2 separate regions of the Callithrix jacchus genome follow, and region 1 is linked to region 2. The links are chromatin contacts, called in public Hi-C maps. All regions are on one chromosome and are shown on one strand. The core of a region is the stretch at or near the end of the contact, and the rest is flanking DNA. Distances in the headings are between cores, read along the strand shown. Region 1 holds the start of NAPEPLD (N-acyl phosphatidylethanolamine phospholipase D). Region 2 holds the start of FAM185A (family with sequence similarity 185 member A).

The links. A called contact is a pair of places that touch in the nucleus more often than the background predicts.
Region 1: a Hi-C map of skeletal muscle shows a contact between it and region 2, with 5 times the contacts expected there. The contact joins the promoter of NAPEPLD here to the promoter of FAM185A in region 2. A contact is called at or near these places in 2 of 3 Hi-C or Micro-C datasets (both in skeletal muscle).

What each region holds. Positions count from the first base shown.
Region 1 is chr11:73,503,553-73,510,456 of calJac240_pri, reverse strand. It overlaps NAPEPLD (N-acyl phosphatidylethanolamine phospholipase D), which reads left to right and starts at 4,248. Exons shown (of 6, transcript XM_017975423.4): 1 at 4,248-4,556. The coding sequence starts at 4,333. PMPCB (peptidase, mitochondrial processing subunit beta) reads right to left here and starts at 4,513. Exons shown (of 16, transcript XM_078343069.1): 1 at 3,882-4,513; 2 at 3,302-3,379. It also overlaps the pseudogene LOC144578387.
Region 2 is chr11:73,053,471-73,059,660 of calJac240_pri, reverse strand. FAM185A (family with sequence similarity 185 member A) reads right to left here and starts at 4,721. Exons shown (of 9, transcript XM_054237860.2): 1 at 4,082-4,721; 2 at 1,889-1,998. The coding sequence starts at 4,529. The region is part of intron 2 of CCDC146 (coiled-coil domain containing 146); the gene reads left to right.

The sequences.
Region 1 (6,904 bases), core at 2,999-5,498, 450 kb before region 2:
TATAATTAAAACCCAGTGTTGTACCTTTATTCCAAACAACACTGCTCCCAATGGGAGCATTACAAAAGCCCTCTAAGGACTTACTGCTTTATCAAAGAAGTTAGCTAAAAATTTTGGCATCAATAACCCTGTTTCAAATTGGCTTAAAAGGTGGTTTGGTCAATTAAAAAATAATAATAATAACCTCAATTCTTACCTCTCTAGCAACTACGATAAATATACTTCTTCGCATTCGATGTGTGTCATACCACGCATCCAAGAGGCTAGTAAACACAACTCTTACTAAAATGTCCCCAAACCCTCCTCCACCCTATTCAAATAAGATTACTTTTTCTTCCTTCTTTTGCCTCATTTGGTAGACAAAGGTATAGATTACTTCTTTAGAAGAACAAACAACAAAGATGTGTTAAATAAATTTGAAGAGGAATTAAAAAATATAAAAAGGAACGAATTGTAGGAAATAAGAATAAATAAAAGGTTCTTCTTCAAAGCTTTCCTCTTAGTTCATTTCGAATAAATAATGGGTTGTTCAAAGTTTAATTTACTGTAAAGCTTTTGCTAATAATCTTAAAGTAGCTGTTAGTCATAATAAAGAGATAAAGTATCCTGCGTTCTTAGTTCTTACACTTTAACCTAGATATTTGCCCTGACAGGCTGGGACAAGCCCAGGCAAGACTTTGGTCATAGCTTATTTCCCTTCCATATTTGGAAATGTTATTGCTTCTCTAAGCATTCCTCTTTTCCTTTGTTCTCCTCTGCCTTTACCTCTTTAGAAAAATTGTGTTAGCCAACGGGGTGCAGCCTAAACTGTGAAGTCCAGTTCCAGCCAATAAAATCAGGACACAACAGTAGGGCGAATGTGTTAGATATAAATAGCCCTGCCTCCTTTGTTCAGTGTCCCTTCCTGGCAAAATGGCAAACTGGAGCACACTTTCTGCAGAAAGTAAAGTTGCCTTGCTGAAGAAAATTAAATTTATATTCAAGTGTTACTTCTTTTATGGCAGTGAAAATTTACATGAAACAGGGAGGTTGCAGTGAGCCGAGATCAAGCCACTGCACTCCAGCTTGGGCAACAGAGTGAGACTCTGTCTCAAATAAAAAAAAAAAAAGAAAGAGGAAAGGCATAACTATTACCTATATAGTTGGATTTTTTTTCACAATAAAGAATGGGAGTGCCCTTTCCACAAGATGGCACCAAAAGATAAGGAGGAAGCTCCTGCCCCTCCTAATGCCCAGGCCAAAGGGAAGGCTTTGAAGGGCAAGAAGGCAGTGTTGAAAGGTGTCCACAGCCACAAAAAAAAGACCTGCACGTCACCACCTTCCCACAGCCCAAGACACTTACTCTGGAGGCAGCCCAAATATCCTAGGAGAAACAAGCTTCACCACTATGCTATCATCAAATTTCCTCTGACCACTGAGTCAGCCATGAAGAAGACAGAAGACAACAACACACCTGTGTTCATTATGTATGTTAAAGCCAACAAGCACAAGATCAAACAGGCTGTGAAGAAGTTCTATGACAGTGATGTGGCCAAGGTCAATGCCCTGATTAGGCCTGATGGAGGAAAAAGGCATTAAGTTTCACTGGCTCTTGATTACAATGCTTTAGACATTGCCAACAAAATTAGGATCATCTAAACTGAGTCCAGCTGGCTAACTCTAAATATAGGTATCTTTTCACCAGACACATGCCACTTCATCAACTTCTGGTTGGGCTGGGGAGGTCATTCACAGGTATGGGGGTTATAATAGGGTCTGGACAAGGCTCCTGTTCTACTTATCCTTTTGGATCACTCACCCTGACACTCCACCATGCTCACTTACTCCAGAGATCTTTGTGACTAGAGTTAGTTGTCCTAGGAAAACCAGAATTTGTCTCCATCGTAGAGATAAGAAAACAAGAAGCTGTCGGGTGCAGTGGCTCACACGCAGCACTCTGGGAGGCCAGGAGTTTGAGACCAGCCTGGGCAACATGGTGAAACCCCATCTCCACTAAAAATACAAAAATTAGCTGGGCGTGGTGGCACACACCTGTAGTCGCAGCTACTCAGAAGGCTTTCACAGGAGAATCAACTGAACCTGGGAGGCGGATGTTGCAGCGAGCCTAGCTCATGCCACTGCAGTCCAGCCTGGGCAACAGAGGGAGATTCCTTCAAGAAAGAAAAAGAAAGAAAGAAAGAAAAGAAAGAAAAGAAAGAAAGAAAGAAAAAGAAAGAAAGAAAGAAAGAAAAGAAAGAAAGAAAAAGAAAGAAAGAAAGAAAAGGAAAGGAAAGGAAAGGAAAGGAAAGAAAAGAAGAAACTTTTCAAGGACTCCTTCTTTTATCCCTGGAGGAGGCTGTGTGTGAAACCAGTGCCCAGAGTTTGAAGGGCATTAACATCCATTTCATGGGAGTGTGGGTTGGCTGGCTTTCCAGCGGCACTTTGACCTCACACACCCATTTACTATGTCCAACTGGTCTGTCTGCTTCCCTCTGCCTTTACCCAATAACGGACAAAAACTTTAATTAAAAAAAAAAAAAAAAAAAAGAGTAGGAGTGAGGAACAAAGAGCATTTTCCTTTTTTTTTTTTTTTGAGACAGTCTTGCTCTGTCTACCAGGCTGTAGTGCACCATCTCGGCTCAGTGCAACATGCATCTCTGGTGTTCAAGCAATTCTCCTGCCTCAGCCTCCCTAGTAGCTGGGATTACATGTGTGCTCCACTATGCCTAGCTACTTTTTGTATTTTTACTTGAGACAGGATTTCACCATGTTGGCCAGGCTGGTCTCGAACTCCTTACGTCAGGTGATCCTCCTGGCTTGGCCCCCCAAGGGCTGTGATTACAGGGGTGAGCTACAGTGCCCAGCCTTTTCTTTCTTTTTTGGAAATGGGGTCTTGCTCTGTTGCCCAGGCTGGAGTATAGTGGCGTGATCAGAGCTCACTGAGACCTTGATCTCCCAGCCTTAATTGATCCTCCCACCTCAGCTTCTGGAGTAGCTGGGACCACAGGTGGCACCAAAAGATAAGGAGGAAGCTCCTGCCCCTCCTAACGCCCAGGCCAAAGGGCCACCTTGCCTGGCTAATATATTTTTTTAAAATTATTATTTGTAGAGATGAAGTCTCATTATGTTGCCCAGGCTGGTCTCTAACTCCTGGCCTCAAAGGATACTTCTGTCTTGCCCTCTCATAGTGCCGCGATTACTTCTTCGATGCTTAGTCAAGAACACGAGGAAAAACTTCTGAGACGTAACTTCAGTTTACCCTTTGCGTTTTTATGTGTGCTCTTACTTTTTTTTTCTTCTGTTGTACAGAGGTATTACTCACCTTGTGCAGTCTCGGCTCTCCACCCAGGCACAAGCAGCTCTTAATCACCCTTAAGTTCAGCAGCCACTGAAAGCTAGCCTGAGGAGATAAAGTTCACAGTCAACATAGTTCTCTCCATTCCTGCAATATCACGCAGGCACATTCACTTTTAAAATGCAGAATGGTATGGGTTGCATTTTTCTGTCAGTCTTATCTGCATTTAGAACCTGTGGTGGTGTTTTCTTTTCTGTCAAGATATCACCAGAAACGACCTACTTTTTTGTTAACCCCTGGCACACCTCAGGAGGACTTTTAAAGAGAAATCTTTTTGCCCAATTACACATGGTTGAATTTTACTTCAATCTGCCTTTACTTACTTCTTGAAACAACTAATTTCATCCTGCAGTTTAAAAAGCAAAACTGGTAAGAAACTCAGAATCACAATTTTATGCTCTTTTGTAGTTATTCTAGTGTTAAAAAACAATGTAAATTTAGATGAGAACCGTGTGCACCAGGGGGCTGTGATACCATTTTAAAAGTAAATGAGCACACAGTACAAAATACAGTGCTGCCATTAATATTCAATACCTACTGTACACACTTCAAATTACAGTTTAGTTTCTTCGCTACCAGGCTTCTAGCGCCATAGGCGGTGAGTATGCCAGTGCTTCTTGACTGTGATTGAGTTGCCTACGAGAGTCCACCAGTGGGTCTGCAGGATCCCATTTAGTTTTAGTAACTGTGGCTGGTGTCCAGGAGTCTGTTCATGCGATCTGAAAGTCAGCCTCTGACTTAGGACAGCGCGGGGAACCAATTTGGTCTTAGGAGTGCCCCCGCAGAGTGTTTGACTCCAAAGGCAGGGCAGGGCAGACGAGACCCGAAGAAGGGAGCGTGTCCCCAGGCCCTTCCTTTACCAAGATGGCTTCGGCGCCCCGACCCACGGGGGCGGCCATCTTGGTAAGGGCTCGAGAGGCAGCCTGAGGGAGGCCGCCGCTGGCCCGGTTCTCAAAGGTCACAATAAGTAAGTGACCCGGCGACGACTCGCCCCAAGAATGGCGAGGCGGCGAACGCTGAAGCGCTGCCTGCAGCTGCTGGCGCCCTCGGCGGAACTGGCGCGGCGAGCCCGGGGGCGGGGGAACCCGGGCACCAGCCGCCGCGGCCCCTCCAGCTACGCTGGGGCGGTGTGCTGCGCGGAGCTGTGCCCGGGAACGCAGTGGCCGGAAGCCGAAGAACAGCGGCGGCGACAGCGCGCGCGCCCGGCCACCCCCAACGCAAGGTGAGTCCGCGCCCCCGCGCTCTCATCCCGCCCCTCTACCGCGCGCCCGCGGACCGGGATTGCCAGTGCCCTAGAACTCTGCGGCGGCTGTGGGACCTCTCTGGAGGCAGTTTTCTCCCGACCGCTGTGCTCTGTGGCGTCTCCGCTGCCACCTCCAGGGTCTCTGGGCGGAGCAATCCGCACTTTGGAGCCTAGGGTGGTTTGGAATTCTTCGGCGAAGTGGAGCGGGCTGTGAGTGGGTTTCCCGGTCCCCGAGCCGTTCCTTGTCCCGGAGATGCCGCACTTGTGAGCGATAGAGCTTCATTTAAATTTTCTTACCTCGCGAGTTGGGGAGCCTGCATCTCTGAAGCTGCCTGAGTGAAGAGCCACAGCATTATTTTTTCTCTTTGGGAGAGTAGCTGTCTGGGATTTGTTTGAGATCCCATCTTTCCTGCAAATTACCAGGTTGCATCTTCATTGATAGGAATACATGTGGGTGTATCTTCTTTTAGTTGTATGTAAATAAATGGGTCGACAACTTCCTCCGAGCAACTTATTGTTGCTTCATCTATAGTATTTATCTTCTAAAAATCCATTCCAACAGGTTTCTTCCCTTTTCTTTTGGAATAAGTGTACTTATTTATGGAATGGAAATGAAGAGCAAAAAAAATGGGGCTAGGTAGGGGAGGGGTGGTGGAAGGCTGTGATTTCTTAAGTTTTCTGTTTTCTGTTCTGTGGTTGTTTGCTTCTTATAAATTGGATATTATTGCAGGCTTTTCAGAGCACGTATTCAGATAGGTTTTTTTTTTTTTTCAGGCTAGAACTCTATGGTCCTGGTAGTTGAGGTAAATATTCTTCCATGAGTTCTGGGATCTCATGCATTTATTATACTTCAGTTAAACCTGGACAATATTAAGGGAGTGAGAAAAGTTAACAATCTTTTAAAAAGTTATTTCGTTCTTGTCTTTGCCTTTAATGTAGGTTGATATATATATATATGTTATAATATGACTGACTCACCTGGTTGACTGTGGCTTAGCATGAAATGTTTGCTGCTTGATAATTCTGGATAATTAATTTGTCCGAGAAATCATTCCTGAGATGCAGTTTAGCAAACTGAAATAATTTCCATGTTTGTTAAAAAATGGAAATCTCTAACAGTTCCATTTCTATTTTCAGTTACATTGGTTATGAATTAGCCGCAGACATGGACATCATTTAGAAAAAGTTATGTAATCTTTAACAAGAAAAGATTACCTATATCCCACAATAGTGTGATTTTTGTTGCAAGAAAATACTAGGTCTGTTAAAGAAGAAATTTAGGGTAAAAGTACTTATTTAAAATAAGAGAGAGATTGAGGTGTTAAAGTTGTTTTAAGTGAACTGAAAATATAGTCAGGATTTTCAGAGATTTTATTTTGTTAACATTCTGGAGGCTTTCCTGCTACAAGAATTATGGTAAGTCTCCAAGAGATAAAAATACTTAGTGTATTTCTCATACCCGTATTTTCACTGATAGTTTTAAATTATACTGTAGAAATTCTATATTGCAAAATTCTAATTTAAAATTAGTCCAGTTATAACTATTATGAAGAACATTTTAGCATAAGCATTCCATCACAGGGTTTTGGTTATGCTTGAGTCGATACCGTCATCCTTGTGTTTGTTCGAAAGTCATTCTTGTGTTCGTTTGTATGTTACGTTGAGTATTTGTGAGTTTGGAAAACTGAGGGAATTTTTTTGAACATTTAGTCTGTGTTTGGAAAAGCAGCATTTGCCTTTAATTTTATTGTTTCATTCTGCTTTTTCTTTGTAGTGTTGGATAGCTGTGGATGTAGTGGGTTTTTCCATTGGTTTCTATGCTTTATAAATAAGAATATAGTGATAGCTGGAGGACTCTTGATCTGGGCTTTTTAGATTGAAATGCATACACATAAAAAGTGTTTTCATTGAAGTATTATTAGGGAAATTAACTGTGTATATAATTAATCATTAAAGAGTACTTTTATTCTGGAGGCCTGTGAGGGCATGCATAAAACTGGCATTAAAAAAATCACCCATGTGATTTCCAGCATAAGGTTCAAGTAATATATCATTCTAACACCTATACTACTGAAGAATTCTGTCTATAATTTATACTGCTTTGCTTGACTTGTCTTTTGAATTTAATAACCATTTATTGTGTATTTAAGTAGTTTTACTAACAGACTTTGGAGACAGATAACATATGAACTCATATATCCCCAGGGGCAGTTTTATGTTAGAGATATAGTCTTCTGCCAGCTCAGCTGGTTAAATAATGTGTTACATCTTTATCATTTACCAAGCTCTTTCAAGTATTTTAAATATATGTATATATAGAGAGTTTG
Region 2 (6,190 bases), core at 3,472-5,971:
ATCTTGTAATTATCATTACTGGTCCACTGGACTCTTATAAATCTAAAATACATTATGGGATAATAGTGTTCTTATTTTTTATATGTTTTATTACATACTGCTAATACATCATCCTAGGAGTTATTTCATCATTATATTCATAAATTATTCCCAACTATGTTTAAAAAAATAATAAGAAGAAAACAGAAGAATGATTGACTTGTATAAAGCAATGGCTCTCAATTGGAGATGATTTTGTCCCCAGAAGACATTTGACAATGTCTGGAGATATTTTTCCTTGTCACAACTGAGAAGCATTCTACTGGCATCTAGAAGGTAGAGGCCAAAGATGGTGCTAAATATTCTATACTGCACAGGACAGGCTCCACACAAAGAATTATCTAGCCAAAAAGGTTTATAGTGCCAAGGCTAAAAAACCATTTTTAACTTCAAGCTTGCAATGGCAAAAAAGAAAATTAACAGAGAAAGATCTTTCAGAACAATCAGATTAATCAAAACATAAATGCAGAGACAGACGGCAGTATACTAGATTCTAATTTTGATTGTGAAATTGGAAATCTCAAACTCTTGGGTCTTCAGAGGTCAACAGTCTAGATCAGTTTTCTGAAACTGAAGTATCAATGACTGAACAAAATATTTCTAAGGACAAAAAGGAATTATGATATCCTCACCCAGTTAGTCATTCAACATCAAGACCTTACTGCATAATCTTTTATAACAAGAATCTGAACCAACTCATTTTGCTAAAAGGATGTGTGATGGTTATGTTAATCTTTTATGATATTTGTGCTACTAAATTTATTTGAAATGATTCATATTCAGACAGATGCTAATGGCATATATGCAAATAAAGGTGGATGAAAGAAAAAAATGTAAAAAAATGCATCAAACTATTTTAACTGGTGTTTGGAAATCTAAAAATGAAAATATTATGAAGCAAAGATGACTGACTTCAACAAAACTTCATGCTTTCAAAGTTCAAAAAGTATCAAGTTTTGACTATGCAAATGTAAGAAGCAATAAGAGTAATGATAAGCTAGAACCTATCAGAGAGGATTTCAAACTATTTATAGCTGACACAAGTCTAATCTTTAAAAAATTAAATATAGGTCAGGCATGGTAGCTCACACCTGTAATCCCAGCACTTTGGGAGGCCAAGGCAGGAGGATAGCTTGAGCCCATAAGTTCAAGACCAGCCTGGGCAATACAGTGAGGCCCTGTCTCTACAAAAAAAATATTTCAAAAAAATTAGGCAGGCATAGTGGTGCACACCTGTAGTCTCAGCTACCTGGGAGGCTGAGGTGGGAAGATCCCTTGAGCCTAGCGGGTTGAGACTACAGTAAGCCAAGATCATATACTGCATTCTAGCCTGGCTGACAGAGTGAGACCCTGCCTCAAAAAAAAAAGTTAATTATAAAAATGTTAATTACAAAGCAAGATGAATCATATGTTATTTGCACAGATAACTACTTACTCCTTAAGTAATGCGCTAACTGGTACATTAAAAATGTGATTAAAGTAATCTAATATTTAAGCACATTTATAGTGCATAAAGATTCTTCCTTAATCTAATAAAATGGAAGAAAATCATTCATGAAAACTAAAATTTATTTAGTAAGATTTCAGAATACTAGGAAAATACTGTTAGTTTCACTGTACACTTTGAAATGAAATCAAAAAGAAATTTGAGGCTATATCCTCAAAACTGCTACAACCTCTGTACTCTACTAGAACTGATTTCAAGGCAAAATGTTTGCCAAGGACTTTCTGAGAGATAAATAAATAACCATGTTCTGAGAAATAGAAGAATCTCTTCAGTTTGATAGCATAATTCATAGTGTAGGATTTTTTTTAAAAATAGTGAAATAAAATTAGAAAAATGCTATACCTTAACAGACTGCAGGACGCTGGTCCCCTGCTCAGTTTCAATTTTACAGTTATCACACTCGATACTTTGAACTTTTACACAACCAGACCCAGATGACTTGATATCCAAACCTAGAAGTAAAAAAAGAAGAAAAAAAGTTAGTACTGCCGTTTATAAGCTCAAAAGCATTTTAGAAATCCAGGTCCTCAGTTATGTCCATAACATTACTGAATCCCGGAAAGGGCATACTCTAAAGGTAAGGAGTCTTCTACCACGGCAACAGGACAAATACAGTAGCCTTTCTGCCAGTTTTTAGAAACAGGGCAGTTATTTCTACTGGCCTAAATCATCTAAAGAGAAATAAGAGACTGCAATTCTGGTAAGTTCTCCTGTGAAAGACTGTAGAAGCCTGTTCCCCAGTATAAATGATCATGACTTAGGTTTTTAAATCCTATGTCTAACCTTTCATACCTAAAAAATGAAAATATTACCATTGCAGCTATATCACAAGGTATTTGAAGTAAATTTTAAAAATGGGAACAACTTTGAAAAACATAATATATACTATTAAAACCACAAGATTAGGCTATATATACTATTAAAACCACAAAATTACACCATGCCTGTAATCCCAGCACTTGGGGAGGCCAAGGAAGGAGGATTGCTTGAAGCCCAGGAGTTCCAGACCAGCCTGGGCAATGTGGCAAAATTCCATTTCTACAAAAGTAAAAACATTTGCCATGCATGGTAGCATGCACCTGTAGTCCCAAGTACTCAGGAGGCAGAGGTGGGAAGATCGCTTAAAACCGTGAAGTCAAGATTGCAGTGGGCCATGTTTACGCCGCTGAATACCAGCATGCGTGACAGAGTAAGACACAGTGTCAAAACAAACAAAAAAACCCCAACAGTAATCTCTTGTGGACAAAAGACAGTGGTATATGAAGAAAGTTTGGAAAATAAGGAATCACAATGCCATCCTTGGCTGTCTATTTAAGATGTAACTGCAGGCATCTCTGTATACAAATTTTAAAAATTAAAAACACTGATATTAATTTGGAATTCACATATATATTGATGATTTCTCTTACACTGGACAAGAAGCACCCACCCCACCCCACCATGCCTGAACCACAGATAGTACCACATCCTATATAGTCTATGTTTTTTTCTTATATATATGTATATCAGTGATCAAGTTTAATTTATAAACTAGGCATAGTAAGAGATTAACAACAGTAATAGAGCAATTATAACAACATACTCTAATAAAAGTTATGTGAATGTGATCTGTCAAAATATCTTAATATTTTCCTGTAACAGTTGAGGCAGGTAACAAATTGAGAAATCCAAACGGTGCATAAGGGAGGACTACTGCATCTACTTTTTGGTGCAACTGTAAGCATTATAAAAGATGATCTTAAAAATGCTAAATGTCATTATTATCATCATTATCATCATCATCATCATTAATACCTTCCCTCAGTCCCAGGAAGAATGAATCATCATCATCATCATCAATATCTTCCTTCAGTCCCAGGAAGAGTGACAGTCTGGGGAGCCCTTCCTAGAAAAGTGTGTGTACACAGTGCCTTGCCATTTAGGAAATAACGTACAACCCCAAAACCTAGGAAACGTATCTTGCAGCATTACTATTTAAGTTTCTTAGGCAGGCTTACCACATGTTTTTCTTCAAAGCTTGCTACTCATGGAGAACTTAGGCCAAAAGGAATGGAAACATAACAGTAAAAAGCTAGGCTGCCTGTCTAAAACCAAATACTCAAACCAGGTAATACATAGAACATCTTATTGGCAGGGCTGTTTGGGGACAGACTCCCAGGCTGTGAGCAAGAGGAAATGTAGATGGACTTCCATACCATTGAATGGATTGTCAAGAAACCTCAACCTTGAAAAATAAGCCACTTTGTTAATGACAATGGGATAAAGGAGAACACAAGAAGCTCCACAAATGTAATTTGACCTGGATTATACCAAATCATGTTTCCATTCGATGGATAAAATTTCTATAATTGGGAACCTAATTTTTAAATACTGCTCAGATACTCAAGAACAGAACAGAGGAAAAGGTGCACTTCCGAAGGCGTCAACTGTAAATTAGGTTTAGAAAGCCAGGATCAATTAAAAGTGCACGTCTACCAAATTTAATGAGTTCACTGTGCGTGCGCTGTAACCCAAACCCGTTTTCACTTTACTTGCCAAACTTCAGGGGCGCGTTCACCTCCACGGACGTTTGGGGGTCGATACTATCAGACACGATGGCCATCTCCTCAAGAGTCTCGTCGTACTTCACCAACAAGCTATCCAGGACCCGCCGCTCACCGTCCTCCAGGCCGCACACCGCGACCAGCACTCGGTCGCCATCCGGGTAGGTGAGGGGGTCCAGGGGCCTCACGGCCAGGTGGCATGGGAGCCGCGCCCGCAGCCGACCGAATGGGCTCACCTGCAGCGTCCACTCCTTCAGAGTCCGTCGCGCCGGGCCAGGAGGAGGGACCTCAGCCTCCGATCCTGGCCAGCGCTCCCCCCGACCTGAGCCGTACGGCCTGGCTTGGCACTCCCGGCAAGACCAGCGCCCAGCGCCAGCCCATAGTCGGACCTGACGGAGACTGAGGCAGCCAAGCTCCCAGCCTGAGCAAGGGGCGAGCATGGCGCGCCCTTCTGGCCCGTCCTCAGAACACTTCAACCACAGAGAGGGTCACTTGCCACAGCCAATCGACTTATCTGCTGTGATGTCTCCAGTGAAACAGGAGACGTCTGTCACGGTTTAAATGAAGCAAGCACTAGCTCGCTTGCTGGAGGCGATTTAAAGATCCGCCAATCAATCCTCAGAGGCAAGTTCGAATTTGAAAGCTCTAAACTCTGACCCGGACTTCTTGCCTACTCCCGCCCCTTTCGCTAAGGTCGACGGGATAAGTAGTTCTAAAGGTTGAAACGTCGCAGAGCTCTGGCATCTTAGAAACCACATATCCCAGGAGGCAATGCGCAGAGGAGACAGGGTAAGAAAGCAGGTGTTAGACTCGCTGGAAAGGCGCGTGCCCTTTGCCTCAAGACCATTGGCCATTGGAGGGGCGGTTCTTGGAAGTCCAACTGGCCAATGGAAGGAGCGGAAAGGACAACGAGCGTAAAGTTGCGTAGTCACCTTGGATACCAAGGACGCGACTTCTTGTTTGGAGAGGTGAAGCTTTGGAGTGAGACTCAGGAGGCCAAATCCCAAAGAGGAAAATAGAAGCCTAAATAAGGATCAGGACCAAGGGAAGGGGTAAGAAACTGTGCTTCTAAAGATGACAACTAGGTGCAAACTAGGAGTAACCTCTGTGGATGTCAAGACGCACGCTTCACTAACCTAGTGGGGGCGTCCCCCGGGGGATGGAGAATGCCTTGGCAAAAGAGTGAAGAGCCAAATTGGTGCTTTTGGACGGAATTGCCTCATTGGAGGTGTACTCCCTCCTGTATTCCAAATATAGAAATAGAGTATTGGCTCCTTCCTGACCCTAAGTGACCTTACTTTGAGTTTTAATTGCTCACTTTAAAAATGAAGATTATAATACCTTCCTTGCCATGCCTCAAAAAGGGTTTTTGTAAGGATCAAGTAAGAAAATGGATGGGAATATGGTGCACAGTCTACAAAATTACCATGTAAAGTACTATATTTTTATTTCAATGTTCTTAACATTGATTCTGAGTTACCAAGAAAATTATGAGAGATCAGAACTTGTTTTGAGAATAGCATTGATCTCTTTAACTGCAAATGATCCTCAGTTTTGTTGTAGAGTCTTAAAAAAAAGACACACACATAAAAGAGAGTCACCGTGGTGCGGTGGAAAGTGCAGAGACAAGAGTCAGATTATTTTCCTGGTTCCACCACTGCTTTATCTGTGTCACCTAGACCTGTCTATTTAGTTTTAAAATGAAGAAAGATGGTCCTAAATTATAAGGAGTGTGTGTGTGTGTGTGTGTGTGTGTGTGTGTTTACCTTTTGTAATTCTATGACCAGTAAAATAATGGGAACAAAACGATTTATTTTCTTCTTTCCTGCCTGATTTCTCTCTCCCCTTGTGTGCGCCTTACTTCCTCCTAAAAATTATTCCCTAATTATTTAGCCAAGAAACCTGCAAGGCTGATCTTTCTAAAATGTAAGTTCCTTAAAAAATTGAACCCCCTACAATGACCAGAATTCCTGGGGCTACTGTGATAGATAGACTGGGCTGAAGTCCTTATGGGTTCAACTCTCATGTTCTCTGCTAGCCACTACCTTTTTAAAAATTCAGTGCTTTCTTAACTTATCATTGCCTCTTTTCTGCCCTTTTA